Regions from separate parts of the Rattus norvegicus genome. Here region 2 is linked to region 1. The links are chromatin contacts, called in public Hi-C maps. All regions are on one chromosome and are shown on one strand. Each heading gives the region's core, a stretch centred on a gene start, on an enhancer-like site or on the middle of the called end of the contact. The rest is flanking DNA. Distances are from core to core; before and after follow the strand shown. Region 1 holds the start of Cdk17 (cyclin-dependent kinase 17). Region 2 holds the start of Snrpf (small nuclear ribonucleoprotein polypeptide F).

Evidence for each region. Hi-C and Micro-C count contacts between places; a contact is called where the count stands out from the background.
Region 2: a contact with region 1 is called in a Hi-C map of the A7r5 cell line, with 2.8 times the contacts expected there. The contact joins the promoter of Snrpf here to the promoter of Cdk17 in region 1. A contact is called at or near these places in 1 of 12 Hi-C or Micro-C datasets (the A7r5 cell line) and 1 of 1 datasets of contacts at active chromatin or transcription factors (oligodendrocytes).

Annotation. Positions count from the first base shown.
Region 1 is chr7:29,569,565-29,572,264 of GRCr8, forward strand. It overlaps Cdk17 (cyclin-dependent kinase 17), which reads left to right and starts at 1,418. Exons shown (of 17, transcript NM_001108082.2): 1 at 1,418-1,753.
Region 2 is chr7:30,022,820-30,025,519 of GRCr8, forward strand. It overlaps Snrpf (small nuclear ribonucleoprotein polypeptide F), which reads right to left and starts at 1,343. Exons shown (of 4, transcript NM_001126091.1): 1 at 1,169-1,343. The coding sequence starts at 1,171.

The sequences.
Region 1 (2,700 bases), core at 168-2,667:
ATACTCGTTTTTAAAGGGACGCATTGTAAATATGGTCATTCTTACATGGTAAATACGTGTTAAAGTATTTGTAGAGAATAACTATTATTAACTTATAGTTCTGGTAATATTGGAGACACAGGAGAGATCTGGTTGACATGTATGAACCTTGGGAGTTGCAGAAAATACATCCAGCTTCGTCCAACAAAGTAGTAGAAAGAAGGTAGCAGAAAGTATCTTCAAGGAAAAAGTACAGCAATCTGAAAAGATACTACTCAGAAGTCCTTAGGAAATAATGAGATTTGAAATTGGACTTAAAATATATTGTACACTTCCTGGTGTTGAGAACGGAAGAACAAAACATAACAAAAAACCCCAACCTTCACCCTAGGGGCCTTTTATATGGTTAACTTTTTCTTGGTTAGGGTGTCCACATCCGGGGCCCCATCGTCTTCTTTCTGTTCTCTCAGTATCTCCCTCTGGAACTTAAGTCTGCTTTAACTTTATGCTTCTATCCCTACTTGTGGAAAGAAATGGGCCAGTGTCACTTTAGTTTGTCTACACATCAGTTGTTCCTACCTGGAAAATAAGAAAGCAAAAGGATTTACAGAAACTGGGCCAACCTCTTTGACTCGCCTCCTTCAAGCAACAGAATCTAACTCACTGCAACAGTATCTCTTTCTGGGTCCTATAACATAGTATTGACCCTCTCACAACACGGTTTTATTCTAACCATTTTAGTTTTTGTTGTTGTTGTTGGTTCCCCCCCCCCCCCCCCACGGAGCATACAGCCAACAGTGTAATAACATTTAAAAACACTGTGGTTGAAATCAAAGTTTCGTGCGTGGGTGACTACGCACTAGCAACGCACAACCAGTCACAGAACAGGAGAAAAGTTGGGGCAATCCACCGAGATATTTCTTTGTGGGTCATTTGACATCAACTCTCGAAAGCACTTTGGCAGGCATCCTGTGTACAGTAGCGCCTGGAATACTTCAGTGTTTTACAGTTGCGAGGGGGACAGTGAGGGATTGATTTATTGTGATCGGTTCCTCACCAATCGTGGTGGACAGGCACAGTGCAGCGTTCTGTCCACCGACAGGGTCTCCCTGCTCTCCCGATGAGTTTGAAGTGAGGCTTTGGGCGCGAGTTCCCTGGGAATACCCCCGCCCCGCCCAGACCACGCCCCGGCCATAAGCCCCACCCCCAAGTAAGGCCCCGCCCCGCCCTGTCGCCGCCGCCGGCAGGGGTCGCGCTGCCCCAGGCGAGCCGTGCAGGCGGGGGTGGGGAAGCTCCCGCAGCCGGTCGCTTTTCTCCGCCGCCGCTGGTTGGATCGTTTCAATAAAAGTCTTTTTTTTTTTCTTTTCTTTTTTTTCCCTCCCCGCTCTTGCTCGCTCCGGGGAACAGGCGGAGGCGTTAAGCCGCAGCCTCCGAGCGAGAGAAAGCAACGCGCACGCAGACGAACGAGAGCGGCAGCTGCGGTCTCCCCAGCGCCCGGCGGTCCAGCAGCCCGCGCCCCGCCGCCTCGCTCCTCCCCGGCTCCGCTGCCCGGAGTACTGGGCCGTCCGCGAGGCTCCGCGGCCCGGGAGCCATGTTGAGCGGGGGGCTCGGCCACGCGTGAGGCGGCCGGCGGCCCTCGCGGAGCGGAAGGCGCGAGAGGGGGAGGCCTGAGCCTGAGGCGCCTCGGCGCGTCCGCCGCCACCGGACCTGCATCCGCTCGTTCTGCGCGCCCGCCCGCCCGTCCGCCCGGAGCCCGCGATCTCCGCACTTGCTGGTGAGTTGGCGGCGGGGCTGGGCAGGGATCGCGACGCCTGTCAGCGGGCGGCTCGGGTGGGGACCGTGTCGGTCGAATGTCCACGCGCGACGTGGGCTGCGGGAGTGCCGAGCTGATTGGGGGGCCTGGGGGGAGGGGCTCCCGTCGCCGCCGCCGGAGTTCGCGGCGGATCGGGGCTCCCTGGGAGGCTGGTGGCCCCGCGGGGCGGCGGGAGGGGAAGAGGCGGAAAGTCCCCCCGAGACACAAAGGTCCCCGGGGTCCGGGTGGAGGCGCGGGCGGCGGGAGTGGGCGAGGACGCGGCGCTGCGGGCTCCTTGGAGACGCGGGAGGCTGCGCGCGGGTGGGTGGGCAACTCCGCGGGGGAGGAGCCCTCGCGTGGGGGATCGGGTCGACACAAAGCTCCGGGCAGCCCTCTTGCTGGCGGGTCACACCCCTGAGTGTCGCTCCAACCGGAGGCGGAGGGACTGTGGGAAACCCAAAGAACCCGGGAAGAGGGGGGTGGGGGTGGGTTCCACCGTTGTCTCAGCCGCAGTTGCTTTGCTCCGTGTTTATGTTCGGTGCTTCTGTTCCCCATCTCAGCTAGGTGGCCCCAGTTTTCTCCCCCACAACACCCCCGCACTGCCACATCGCCTTCCCCTGTGGTTCCCCACTCATTCTCTCCCCTACTTTTCACCCACTCCTTCTGGGGTAAGCGGTATTTTGCCTTCAGCTAGGGGAACGTTTGCTAATGACAGGATGCCTGACTTGTTCTGACCCTGAACTGCCTTGAACTCTTCTCTCTTTTCCTCCCACCCTTTCCTTTCTGGGATCTTCTGTGTCACGTGGCCATTAACAATTAGCTTTTCTTCTTCAAAAATGGCAAAAGCATTTAGCTGAAATCTGTGGCGCCTTTCCCTTCTGTGAATGTGGCCATCGAAGACGTGTCAGTGGCCCTGCTTTATCGCCTCC
Region 2 (2,700 bases), core at 93-2,592, 450 kb after region 1:
CAAGTATGTAGCACTGGTTGCTTAAGCCAGCTTTGCCAAAGGGACAAAAGCCCCAAATATCTACATGACACTCACTATCCAAGCTCTAACAAAATAAAGGTAAAGGTACAAGGTGATCTCTGCAAACATAAAACACAATTCAGGTGAGAGATTCCTAATGCAATCATATCAAGTTTATCCTACAAGAAGTATTCCCTTTAAATTCATAACCTTGCCCACACCCCAATCTACTTACACATCATCCCAAAGGATCTTGGAGGGCACAGGGTCTACTGAGTAGGCAACTTATGTTGCCTACAATTTATTATCCACAAACCAACTACTATTTAAAGTACTTGACAAGTCATGTAGTTATCTTGGCTTAAGAATGCTCCAATGATCTCTCACTGCACTTGACATTTAGCCTCATACTTCCTAACAGGCGTTGAGGTCCCAAGCTTATCTCAAAGCCACTGTTGTTGCAAGTAGCGGTTAATTCTTGTCAATTCCAACTAGTCAAGCCTACATTCTAGTTAAGAGTTCGTGTGCGAAATACTCTTCCACCAGCGCTGTCACTTAGAATTCTGGTTATATGCCACCTTCAGGAGAAAGGCGCTCCTCCGCAGCGTTATACCAATGCGCCTTTCAGAGCATGCTGTCAGCTTCCTGCTTAGCGATCACTACTTGTAATTGCTTATTTTTGCTATCATTTGACTGCCTACCTCCCACACCTGAGAAAATTCAGGATCTGAATTAGCACCCCATCTTTCTGGCACCTAAGAACCGTATTTAATGAATGGAAGGGTAGCCTGGGTGCCTAAGAACCGTATTAAATGAATGGAAGGGTAGCCTGGGCTTTCTGTCCCAGAGGACAATCTGCTAAGTTTGCAAACATCAAGGAATGAAGGCGCACTGTGGAGCGTGCTAAGTAGAAAATAAAAACTCGCTTCAGTTTACTCCTACCCTGTGGCTACACCTTAGGCTCTGGGACAAACAAAACGGGGTAAGACGGCTGGGGATCTCGGAGAAGGGAAGGGCTCCAATGCACGCACAGCAAGGCCTCGGAAGCGGGGAGGAAGAGCGAGCGGCCGGCCGCGCGGCGCCTCATGTGGATGAATGGAAGGCATAGCGTGCAGCCGTCCCCGCGAGGCCACCCGTCCTCTAGCCCTGCGGTGCTCATCCTCCTTACCATCGCGAACACCCGCGAGCGCTGCACCCCAGTAGCCGCCGACCCCGCCGCTGCCCGCCCCTCGTGACTGGAGCAGCTGCCGCTACACCACCGAAAGGACGGGCGCTAAAAGAAATGGCCGCCAAAAGGAGGCGTAACCTTTCACCTCTCGCCTCGTTGTCTAGGCTTCGATGATTGGTCACCAAAGACGCACTTGATGATTGGAGGAAATGGAGGTACTGTCTCCTAGCAACCAGAGGTAAGGCGTGTGTTTGTGTCTTCCGCGCAAGTTCCAAGTGGGAGAAATTGAGCGACCCCAGATTTCTTTCCTTCAGGACAAGTAGAAGCTAAATGCCCTGGAGAGCGGACGTGGTTTCTTTAGCTAATGAAGTTTTAATCTGTCCTTAAGTTGAGAGAATGAGATCGGATTCTGGAGGTCTCTGTTCATCCTCCCATAGCTCCAGCACTTGGGGAGTACCTCTAGCAGGGTCCCCTTTTACGGGACTGTTCTTTATTCTAGATTGTCCACTTCCCGGCTTTTAAAGGAAGCCGGGAAGCAGGACTACGAGAGTGATAGTGAAAAGCACCCAAGTAGGTCTTTACAAAAGTTGAAATCAGGTCAAGTTTGGTCTGGGATACTGTGAATACTGTGGTGGCCTCTTGTCGTTCTGGTGTCTAAGCATTCCCAGGGGAGGTCCTTTTACATGTGTCTGTAAATAAGGATGTGGGAAATTATTGACTCTATCACGGGTTAATCTCTCTGATGAAAAGATATCGATCAGAGTCCCATTTAATCTCCCCATAATCTCAACATTTCAGATACGGTTCACTTGTGATATGAAACCTGTGTAAAGAAAAAAAAAAAAAAAGAGGTACTTTTTTTCCTTTCTTGGGAGATCTAACCCTCTATGAACCTGAACTTTTTTTTTTTTGGCATGGATTCTCCAAGTAACTCAAGATTTGAGATCGGCCTAGGCCTAAAGATGGACATTTATATAATTAAAGTATGTCGACATGTGTTGTCTCAGCGGAGAACAGCACGTCTTATTCTTGCAAAGACCCGGTTCGAATCCCAGCACCCATTTGGTGATTCACATCCATCCAGTACTTCATATGCAGAGGATCAATCTCTCTCTTTTGATTTCTGTGGGCACCAGGCTCTCCCGTGGTACACATGCACACATGCAGACAAAACACAACGAAGAAAAAAAAAATCTAAAAAATGAGAAAAAGCATGCTGCTGATCTTGGATACATTTCGGTCAGGCCAAAATCTTAGTTCCAACTTTTCCATGGTAATGGAAAAATAATTACTGATCCTGGTCCTCAAACTTGCTCTAATTATTCAGTCAGCATTAACAAATCCATACGTTCTAAACTCACAACCCCAGGGATACCTAGTCTGACTTCTAATTTAAATCTGTAGGTGATGAAATACTGGGAGTTAGACTGCAAACAGATTCATGTTATTATTTTTTTCTCATTGTATTAATCTTCATTCTGCAAAAGACTAAGAGTGCCAAGATAAGTAATAAAACCAAGACAAAATGAACG